2 separate regions of the Triticum aestivum genome follow, and region 1 is linked to region 2. The links are chromatin contacts, called in public Hi-C maps. All regions are on one chromosome and are shown on one strand. The core of a region is the stretch at or near the end of the contact, and the rest is flanking DNA. Distances in the headings are between cores, read along the strand shown. Region 1 holds the start of LOC123181383 (2-oxoglutarate-Fe(II) type oxidoreductase hxnY). Region 2 holds the start of LOC123181381 (vacuolar protein 8).

Region 1 (5,739 bases), core at 1,160-3,659, 240 kb after region 2:
AGAGGTATCTCTGGGCCCTCTCGGTAATACACATCATAATAAGCCTTGCAAGCAATGTGACTAATGAGTTAGTTACGGGATGATGTATTACGGAACGAGTAAAGAGACTTGCGGGTAACGAGATTGAACTAGGTATGAAGATACCGACGATCGAATCTCGGGCAAGTAACATACATATGACAAAAGGAATAACGTATGTTGTCATTACGGTACGACCGATAAAGATCTTCATAGAATATGTGGGAACCAATATGAGCATCCAGGTTCCGCTGTTGGTTATTGACTAGAGAGGTGTCTTGGTCATGTCTACATAGTTATCGAACCCGTAGGGTCCGCACGCTTAACGTTCAATGACGATTTTGTATTATATGAGTTATGTGATTTGGTGACTGAATGTTGTTCGGAGTCCCGGATGAGATCACGGACATGACGGGGAGTCTTGAAATGGTCGAGAGGTAAAGATTCATATATAGGACAATGATATTCGGACACCGAAACTGTTCTGGGGGTACCGGGTACATATCGGGTCACCGGAAGGGGTTCCGGGCATCCTCCCGGCAACTACATGGGTCTAATGGGCCAAGAAGGGGACAGACCAGCCCCTAGGGGGCTGGTGCGCCCCATGTAAGCCAAATAAGGGGGGAAGGAAAGAGGGGAAGAGAGAAAGGAAGGGGAGCAATTCGGCCTCCCCCTTCCTTCTCTCCTCCCTCCTCCTTCCTTCCCCCTCCGGATGGATATGGAAGGGGGCAGGCCGAATAGGGAGGCGCCCAAGTAGGATTCCTCCTACTCGGGGCGCCCCCTTGGCTGCCTCTCCTCCCCTCCAACCTATATATATGAGGGGGGGCACCGCTAGAACACACATCAACAGTTGTTAGCCGTGTGCGGCGCCCCCCTCCACAGTTTACGCCTTTGGTCATATTCACGTAGTGCTTAGGCGAAGCCCTGCGCGGATCACTTCACCATCACCGTCACCACGCCGTCGTGCTGACGAAACTCTTGCTCGACACTTTGCTGGATCAAGAGTTCGAGGGACGTCATCGAGCTGAACGTGTGCAGAACTCGGAGGTGCCATACGTTCGGTGCTTGATCGGTCGGAACGAGAAGAAGTTCGACTACATCAACCGCGTTGTCAAACGCTTCCGCTTTCGGTCTACGAGGGTACGTGGACACACTCTCCCCTCTCGTTGCTATGCATCTCCTAGATAGATCTTACATGAGCGTAGGAATTTTTGAAATTGCATGCTACGTTCCCCAACAGATTCGTGGTACGTGGATGGTAGGTATAATTTCCTCCTCCAATGTCTTAATGGTGTGGGGGTGCCAGATCTGGAGTTCGCTGGTGTGTCTGGGGTGTTGCCCTGGTCTGATTCGTTCAACGGTAATGGTTTCGCCTTTGGCGAGGCACCTTAGAGGCCCACAAAGCTGCATATCAGCGATGGAGCCGCGTCGAGCTCGGGTGTGGAGGTGATCCATCATTTTTTCCTTTTGTGGCCATGTGGTGGTGCTAGAGGCAGGTGACGGGTGTTGGTGTCAAGCTTAGATATTTCTTCGGTCTTGTTTGTATTTTTACTTCTTGGCTGGTGCTCCTTTGTGCAAAGGCTAGCGTTTCGCAACTTTTTAAGTTTTGCTAGGTCGATATATACGTAGCTTGTACTATGATCATTATGATATAAATGAGACATATATTACCATGCAAAATAATAATAATACAAGATTAGCATTTTTAGTATGGTAAACATTTTTCAATACACGACATACTTTTTTTGAATGGAAATGAACATTTTTTCAACACAATGTATATTTTTTGTGTACACTTGGAGCATTTTATTATATATATTTAATATTTTTAAATATATGATCAACATTTTTCATACACATAGTATTTTTTATATAACCCTCCGTTTCTAAATATTTGTCTTTCTAGAGGTTTCAAATTGTGACTACATACGGAACAAATTGAGTGAATCTACACTCTAAAATATGTCTATATACATCCGTATGTGGTGATCATTTGAAATCTCTAGAAAGACAGATATTTAGGAACGGAGGGAGTACATGACAAACATTTTTGTTTACAGGTTTAAAGTTTTTCGAATGCTTGATTTAAAATTTTCAAATACTTAATAGATATTTTTTAAATGCTTGATTAATCTTTTAAAATACATGATTAACTCTTTTCCTACACATTGTATACATTTTTATATACATGATAAACATTTTCTCTATACAAATTTAACATTTTTCGCCTGTGGCTCCTGCGCACTTGGCCGGTCTATTTATGTAGGCGCCTGACGCGAGCGTATAAGCGAGACATTGGCGCGTCCTGCGGCAAGGGCCGTGCCATGCCAGGCCCTTTTACATCCGGTCCGGGCGGGGCCATGTGTCCAGGTCTGCTCTAGCCCAGTCAAGCCTTCCGCCGAAGCCCATCCATAAAGATAGACTGACCAAGATTCAGACATAGTCAGGCGCAGGCGTCAGCAGAAGCAGAGCAACAGGCGATGGCCGGCGGTAGCCTGGACCTCCCCGTGGTTGACCTCGCGTCCCCCGACCTCAAATCCGCCGTGGACGCCGTCCGGAAGGTTGCTCGCATGATTGCCCTATTTTGTGGAGCCACCAAGAAGCGTCACGCCATGAGCGATTTGGTTTGGTTTTACAGGCATGCGTGGAGAGCGGGTTCTTCTACGTCACCAACCACGGGATCCAGGACGGCCTGCTGGAGGCGTTGTTCGCCGAGAGCAAGAAGTTCTTCGAGCTGCCGCTGGAGGAGAAGATGCTGCTGCAGAGGAACAGCGCTCACCGGGGCTACACCGCGCCCTACGCCGAGAAGCTCGACGCGTCGTCGGAATTCCAGGGTTAAATCCAGTTCCTGATCTACCTGAATCGACCTCTGTGTTAAATCCAAGTAGTATAAATTATGGCTCAGGAGACGTGCCAGGTTACCGATAGTATTGTTTACTGAGAGCAACATTGTTTACGACATTTAAAACTGAACAACTAGCTGAACGTCATTACTTTGTCTCCAGACAATAGAATATTCACATGATTCTTTTGAAGCCAGGATAGCTAGAAGCTTATAAGTATTTGTCATCGTGCTTCCGTTACTTTGTCTGCTCAGATGTTGTGGTGGCCTGGTGGGGAGAGAGTTAGTTAGTTACAAATGTAGCAGAGCAGAATAGGGGTTGAAGAACCCATTGATATTATCCTCAGTTCCTCGCATCCTATAGCTTGAAGCAACCACCGCGCCTTCTAGACTTGACCTTCGGCATTTCTGCTGTTTCTAGTGATATATTGTGATCCCTGATTGTGAATTTTGTGATATTGAGCAGGAGACCTCAAGGAGAGTTTCTACATTGGGGCGGTCGGGGATGTAGATATGCCGAATGATCCTAACCAATGGCCTCCTAAAGGTGCTTAATCTGCTTTGTCATCTCTTAAGAACTGATAAGTTTGTTACCTGTCATCCTTATAAGTGTATATAGACATCAATTGTGTTATTTGAGTCTTCTTTTTATGCCTTGCTTCTTCTCAACAGACAAAATGAAACCTTGTCTGATTAATTTAACTGCAGAGCGATTTCCATCTTGGAAGGATACAATGAAGCTGTACCATGCAGCTGCACTGTGAGTTTTTTTTGTGTGTGTGTGTGTCTCAGCAAAATGAAATCGATCAATTGTATCAGAACGACCATTTCTTCAGATTTCCAGTGTTGCATTTGTATGTTCCTTTTATTGAGCTATCTAGAATAACTATAGTCAATGGTATTTCTGATTACCAACCAGGGCTGCTGGCAAAAGGATACTCTCTCTAATTGCTCTGAGTCTGGACCTAGAAGCTGAATTCTTTCAGAACATCGGTGCAGTCGACTGCTCTTCAGAAGTTATTCGGCTATTGCACTACCCAGGTTACATCATTGTCTTTCCTTTGTGTCATTTGAAAGAATCAGAAGTTCTATTCTAATTATATCCCGTGGAGAGGCAGATACATGCTTTATGTTGCCTTTTGTTTGCTCCTATTCATTTTCATGGTTGATGATGGTTGCTTGGGTGGCTTCTTTCACACACTAGCTTATCAGTGCTTTGCCATGGATCAAAGTCATACTGTTCAAACATAGGCTAATTTGGCTGTGCACTCTGTGTCACGCCTTCAGTCACTACATTCTCGCCTCCAGTCAATTGTCCATGTCACATCCACATCCCTCATATTACTACCTAATAACTAAAATCCCTTACATCATTGATATTTCAACAGATTTAGTGTAGAAAGCATACTTGCAACCTCTAGCTATGTTCTTTTAGCAGCAGGTCCTATACATTATGCTGCTTAAAGCTGCACTGCCAATCAGGACAAAGTCTGATAATACTACAGAATCTAGAAAATGAAGTATGCATACCTGCAAAAAATCTGCCATGCCCAAAAGCGATCACCTATAGTTGACCAACAACACAAGTTCTCTACAAGGGCAGCAGTTCCAACAAGGGCAGTGGCGCTGCAAGATTTAGCATAGCAATTTGAATTTTGAAACCCAGCTGAAGGGGATTGTAGCGAAAAAAGAATGGAAAAGAATTCCAAGTTCACTGTAGGTGAAGTAAACAGGTCTGATAAGTATTTCCTTACATAGTACTCCCTCTGTTCACAAATATAAGATGTTTTGGATATTTCAAGATGCACTACATACGGACTGAAATGACTGAACGAACACACCATGTGTTATATACATCCTATTCAGATTTTTTTAAAACATCTTATAATTGTGAACAGAAGGGGTATTCCTTTTTTTTCCTTTCTAAATATTATTTTTGTAGAGAAAACAGAATGGAAAATAATAAAAAGTTTACTGTAGGTGAAGTAAACGAGTCTGATAATGGAAATTATGGTGCATCAGCTCATTCAGATTATGGAATGATAACTCTTCTAGCAACAGATGGCACTCCTGGCTTGCAGGTACTCTTTCAGTTAATTCTTCAACTTCATTTTTGTTCTCTTCTGCAGCTAATCACTCATGTACAAAATGTATGTTCAAATTTTTTGGTTGAGCAGGGGATTATGTTTTGCCACTTCAACAAACAATAAATCTTGTTTTAGAAAAGTATAAATCATGACATCATTGCTTTTGCATTTATAATTTTATATGCTGGATACTTGCACTGTTGTGGGTGCAGATATGCAGGGAGAAGGATAGGCATCCCCAGCTCTGGGAAGATGTTCGTCATGTTGATGGGTAAATATTTCTTCATAAACAATGATATGGTCTGGTGCCTTCTGCGGTGATTATTATTTTAGAAGCTTTGAATGCCTTCTATTTCTCTATTTGCTTGTTGGTTCAGTCTACTTGCTTAACCCCTGTTTTGCATGCTTTTAGACAATATGTTGCAGGTATGACAAATGATCCTAACAAATCTTGTGAACTTGTAGGACCCTTATTGTTAACATTGGCGATTTGCTAGAAAGGTGGACGAATTGTGTTTTCAGGTACTACATTTTTAACATGTTGTGTGGAATCCATCATGTCTGCAGTAGCAGTTGCGCCATAAATTCTGAAATGCTCAGAAGGTTCTTTTGGTTTATGATGTCTTGTGCACTTCTGGTCTAATTTATCTCTGCAGAAACCTTGTGTACGAAAAAAAAACTTTGATCGTTTGCGCTTTTTTCTGCAACTTGCAGATCTACACTTCATCGGGTTGTTGCAGTTGGCAGAGAGCGATATTCTGTGAGTATCCTAACTACTTAATTCAGATTTTT
Region 2 (5,685 bases), core at 652-3,151:
ACGCCGGAGCAGCGTCGGCTGCCCGAGTACGCCGCCGACTCCCCCAACTGGGAGGCGTGGTTCGCCCTCGAACACGAGGAGCAACGACGCTCGGGTGTCGACGCCGTCCCGCCGCCGTTCCCACTGCCGCCCCCGCAGGTAGAGCCGGAGGACATGAAGGCGGAGGCGGAGTACCAAGCCGCCCTGGAGGAGGCCCTGCAGCACGCGCTGGAGGCTAGCCGCCTCGAGGAGGACGTGCACTGGGATGGGTTGGAGCAAGCCCTTGCCCTGTCGGCGGCGGGGGACTCCGTCCACACCCCGCTCTTCGTGCCGCCACCGCCACCGTCGCCGCCCGTCCAGCCCAAGCCGGAGCCGGAGCCGGAGCCGACGCGTAAGCGCTCCCCGCCTCCACCCACTTGGCCGGAGGAGGCCTACTCGTGGACGGGCCAATACCGCGAGTGGGTGAGCGCGCCTCCCATCCACTTCGCGCGACGCCGGAGGAGGAGGCGGCCCACCTCGAGCGATGGAAGGAGCACTGGCTCCGCCAGGAGCAGGCCGACGGCGAGGAGCAGATGCGCTACGAGGCCATGCTCCAACGCGACGCGGAGGCGCTCCGGCTCGAGGAGGAGGAGGAGGAGCGCGCGTGGCTTGCCGCAATGCCGCCGCCCCAGCAGACGCTGGAGGAGGTTGCCCTGGCAGCGTACCAGGCGGCGTTCAGGTGGGTTGGCCCTGCTCCGGTCTTCATCGACCTCACCGACGGCGGGGCGTCGACGACAAGGGCAAGAGCAAGGCCGACGACGTCTAGAGCAGCGTGCGGGGCGGCAGCAGGCGGTCGCAAACTTTTTTTAATGTTCTATTTAATGTTTGTTAGATTTAGGTGGACTTTGGCCGGCATTTGACCGGCCACTTTATGTTTAATTATGTTTATTTATGTTTATTTCGTGCATTTTTTCCACGGCGGCACATTTGGGTCGGCCTCACCGTTGGGTGGTAAGCCGACCCACTTTAAAATGCGGACACGTAGATCCGCCTGGCCGATCCAAACAGACAAAAAACGGACAATGCGTGGGTCCGTTTGGGTCGCCCTGTTGGAGTTGCTCTTACTCTCTCCCTAGTTTGATTCTGCAAAAGGAGGAGGAGGCGAGCTGAAAATGCTCATGTGACTAGGGAACGGTGATTGGTAAGCTCATCACGAGTCATAAATACAGGCTTGCAACGCCAGCCGATGGGCACGCACCACAAAATAAGTGGTGGCGCACGGCAACCGGACACGGATTAGATGGACGGGCGGATCCCGCCAAACAAGACAGTGACATAGCATGGCGTTCGTATGCAAAGTACCCTATTCCCAACCCGTGAAGTACCTGTACGTGTACGTGGTATACTGGATGGGACACTGACACCTAATCCTGCCTTGTGTTGTGCGATTGGAAAAATCTGGTGGTTAAAATTAGCTTTGCGATGAGCTGAAAGCCACTTTTTTATCTGGAAGGAGGCGCGCACATGCAGTGCGACGGGCTCTGTTCCAAACAGCGACACAAGATGAAACCATCACATACAGTGATCGTACGATTAAAAGGTGATTTTAGAACTTATATATCACTTAGTTTTACTGACTTTCTCAGATCAGAAAACTTTGGTTTATTTGCGGGTAGAATCCAAAAATACCCTCAGCCACAAGATGTCAAGCTTATTCAAACGGCATCGTCAGATGAGTTCGTGTCAACACACAACTAGATCGAGAAGCACTCGTGGGTAGAAACAGTCGAAACGGCAGCGACCTGGATTCAATTCAAAAACCCTCCCACTGCCTCCAGCTGCAGCGGATGTCAGCCAAAAGCCGTAAAAGGACGCCGAGCGAGCGGCAGCAGCAGCCACTCACCGATTCAAAACCCGCAGCGCTCAAACGGTCGGATCCCCCCGACCCCCACCATCCGTCCCATGTGCACCCCCTCCACGATCCGACGGCCCCGCCTCGCCCCAATTCAAAACACCCCCTCGTCCTCCGCTCCCCACACACATCTGCTAGCAGCCAAGCAGAGCAGCGCCCGCCCGGAGAGAAATAAATTCCGAAGGCCGTCTCCCCAACGACTCGCTCGAAACTGCGCGGCGCGACGCCAGAGGGACCTGTCGGACGCGGCTCGCTCGCTACAAGTGCAGCCCGGCCGTGGTGAGTGTTTTTGTTAATCATTCCCCAATCTTCTCTGCTTGCTCCTGCCCTGCTCTTCTCGCCTCTCCTCTCACTCCCACGCCCGCACTCCCTCCTCCTCGCCGAGGACGCGGGTGATGATTCATCTTCATCCATCCGTATGATGGGCAACTGATTAATTGATGATTGGCATATCCATCGTAGCAGCAGCGGCGGCGGCGGTACTAGCACTCGTTGGTTTCTTCTCGCTGGCGGCCGGCGCCGGGAGGAGGGCCGGAGCAGGGGCGAGCGGGGGCGCGTCCAGCGGAGGCGAGCGGATCGCAGGGCGAGGTAAACCAGCTTGCTTCATTTCGCCTTGATTTTTTCTGCACGTGGTCTCTGGAGTGGATACGCGTCCCGTTGCCTTTCGCCTTTGCTTCCTCGCGGCCAACTTTCCCGTGCTCCCTTGGTAGGCTTGCAAGCCAAGCTAAGCATCACCGGGGCTTTTCTCCCTGTGTCCGTCCACCTTCTAGATTTCAGAATATCCCTGCAAGTGTTTGCGATCATGAGTTCGAGAAAGGAACGAGAGAGATTTGGGTGCGAATTGTTTTCGAAAATTTACAGGTGGGTTTCTAAGTTTGCGAGATACTCCGTACTTATTTTCGAAATCTATGGAGGGGCATTTATATGATTTTAGCAAAAGTACGGGGCCAGACCACAATAAATTCCGTCCTCATCCGTGCCGCCGCCGACGCTGCCCACGCCGGCGCTCGCACGTCGCTGGCACCCCGGTACGACAGCTGTATTCACCGGGCCGCCCGCTCCCGATGACGCGTGGGGCCACCGAACAGGCGGGGGCTCGGCTTTGCGTGGCCTCTCTGAAAGCAAAGCGAAAGGCTCCCTCGGGCCCACACCCCAAGCAGCCCGTGCGTTCGGATCCGGGAGCCCGAGGTCGTGTGCTCTGGGCTCGGTCGGCCCCGTTTGGGTTCCCCGCGACGCTGCCGATCCGGCTCATGATGTGGTGCCCCGCCACCCACGCGCTCACTCACTGACACGCCGGCCCCACCTTGGCCGTACGGCACACACCGCTATGGAAAGTTGTTGCCACGGAGAAAAAGACGTCGTGTTACGCAGATCGCGTGCGCGGTGCGTCGCTCCATGTGCCGATGACAAGTGGGCCCACTTCCTTTTTTAAACTGGTACTCTAGTTAGCTAGTGTTAATCTTGGGTCAGGTTAAAGTCTGTGGGATCTCTTTCCGTACATGCGTGGCTACTCTAGAAGCTCGTGATAAAATTTGTACATAAAAGAATTGTGGTGAGAGTTTTTTTTTTCTTTTTTCTTTTTCACATGGCGTGCAGCTTTTTTGGAGGGCTTATCGGCTCGTCTACGATACGTCGCCCCAAGCAATTATTTCCCCATGATTCTTTTGTGTTACGAAAGCGCCAGATCTTTGGATTACAATACAAGAAAGTACTCTGGCCTAGTGTGAAAATTATGAGTGCCCAAATCATGCTCCTTTTGTCCTAAGCACTCCAAGCTTAAGATCACGAACTTTCCTGAGACGGCACCCGCCGCCGCCCTCCGCTTAAGTCAGCCCCTCTAATGCCGAAGCAAACGTCGAAAAATATTGGTTAGAAGAAAATGCTCGCGCCAGTCTGTTTGATGCTTGGAAGTAACATGCAGAGCCAAATGCTACAGGAGTACTACGTATCCCGTTCCGTTCTGCTCACATCACTTGGCCATCTATCCCGTTGCTGAATTTATTTATTTGTTTGTTCTCATTCACTCGTCACCTACCTAGCCCTCATTCCGCGGGTCAAAACTCAGAATGCTTCTAGCCTGAATTTATTCTGTTATTACCGAACAGTGCAAAGCAGGCAGAAAGCTTGGGAATTTTGATAGGGCCATCGCACCAGCTCATGATCTTGTGTGTCGCCGCCCGCAGCATTTAATCCGCCCGATTTCGCATTTCGTCCACCCAAAGCAATGGAAAGGCCGGAGGAGAGCATGCTAGATTGCTAGATGAGGTTAGCCGTAGCTTTCCACGACGGATTTCGGTTCGTTTAAAATAGCGCAGGATTCCTTCCTCTGTCTCCTTCTAGCTTCTTCTTCGCTGTTTTCTTTTTCCAGGATTTGTCCGCTTCTTCCTTCCTTTACTGACTGAGGTGGGAGCGTTGCTAACCTAGTGGATGCCTGCAGATCACAAGGCGCGGTGTTGTAACTGGTGCGACCAGGAAATGAGCTTGCACAGCTGTCCGGCCGCGGCCGGGGACGCGCCGACCGGGACGGCGGAGGACCTGCTCGAGCGGGCGCGGGGCCTGGTGCCGGCGGCGCTGGACGCGGCGCGCGCGGCGACAGGGTTTGGCGCGCGGTGGAAGGCCATCGCGGCCAGGCTGGAGAGGGTGCCGCCGTGCCTGTCCGACCTGTCCAGCCACCCCTGCTTCTCCAAGAACGCGCTCTGCCGGGAGCTGCTGCAGTCCGTTGCTGCCACCCTCGCCGAGGCAGCCGAGCTCGGCGTGCTCTGCCGCGAGCCGCCCAAGGCTGGCAAGCTGCAGATGCAGAGCGACCTCGACGCTCTCGCCGGGAAGCTGGACCTCAACCTCCGGGACTGCGAGCTGCTTGTCAAGACCGGTGTGCTGTCAGATGCGACGGTTCCGTCTCCTCCGGCTGAGGCGGCGGCGGCGGCGGCCTCGCAGACGGACGTGCGGGAGCTGCTCGCTAGGCTGCAAATCGGGCACGCCGAGGCGAAGCACCGGGCTGTGGAGGGCCTCCTTGACGCGCTGCGCGAGGACGAGAAGAGCGTGCTGTCGGCGCTCGGCCGTGGCAACGTGGCCGCGCTGGTGCAGTTGCTGACGGCGACGGCGCCCAAGATCAGGGAGAAGGCGGCCACCGTGCTCTGCTTGCTTGCCGAGTCCGGCAGCTGCGAGGGCTTGCTGGTGTCGGAAGGCGCGCTGCCGCCGCTCATCCGGCTGGCGGAGTCCGGCAGCCTTGTTGGCCGGGAGAAGGCCGTCATCACGCTGCAGCGTCTGTCCATGTCACCCGAGATTGCCCGCGCAATCGTCGGCCACAGCGGCGTCCGTCCACTCATCGAAATCTGCCAGACCGGGGACTCCATCTCGCAATCCGCGGCGGCGGGCGCGCTCAAGAACCTCTCCGCGGTGCCGGAGGTCCGGCAAGCGCTGGCCGAGGAAGGCATCGTGCGCGTGATGATCAGCCTGCTCGACCGCGGCGTCGTGCTGGGCTCCAAGGAGTACGCGGCGGAGTGCCTGCAGAACTTCACGTCCAGCAACGACAACCTGCGGCGCGCCGTGGTGTCCGAGGGCGCGCTGCCCAGCCTGCTCGCCTACCTCGACGGCCCGCTGCCGCAGGAGTCCGCCGTGGGCGCGCTCCGCAACCTCGTCTCTGCCGTCTCGCCGGACAACCTCGTGTCGCTCGGCGTGCTCCCGCGGCTCGCGCACGTGCTCCGCGACGGCTCCGTGGGCGCGCAGCAGGCGGCCGCGGCTGCCATCTGCAGGATCTCCAGCTCCCCGGAGATGAAGCGGCTGGTGGGCGACCACGGGTGCATGCCGCTGCTGGT

The links. A called contact is a pair of places that touch in the nucleus more often than the background predicts.
Region 1: a contact with region 2 is called in a Hi-C map of leaf, with 3 times the contacts expected there. The contact joins the promoter of LOC123181383 here to the promoter of LOC123181381 in region 2. A contact is called at or near these places in 2 of 5 Hi-C or Micro-C datasets (both in leaf).

What each region holds. Positions count from the first base shown.
Region 1 is chr1D:263,114,964-263,120,702 of IWGSC CS RefSeq v2.1, forward strand. It overlaps LOC123181383 (2-oxoglutarate-Fe(II) type oxidoreductase hxnY), which reads left to right and starts at 2,410. Exons shown (of 11, transcript XM_044593638.1): 1 at 2,410-2,579; 2 at 2,657-2,852; 3 at 3,327-3,407; 4 at 3,569-3,620; 5 at 3,780-3,901; 6 at 4,841-4,941; 7 at 5,160-5,218; 8 at 5,413-5,469; 9 at 5,662-5,707. The coding sequence starts at 2,499.
Region 2 is chr1D:262,877,289-262,882,973 of IWGSC CS RefSeq v2.1, forward strand. LOC123181381 (vacuolar protein 8) reads left to right here and starts at 1,902. Exons shown (of 3, transcript XM_044593636.1): 1 at 1,902-2,149; 2 at 2,336-2,458; 3 at 4,308-5,685. The coding sequence starts at 1,921.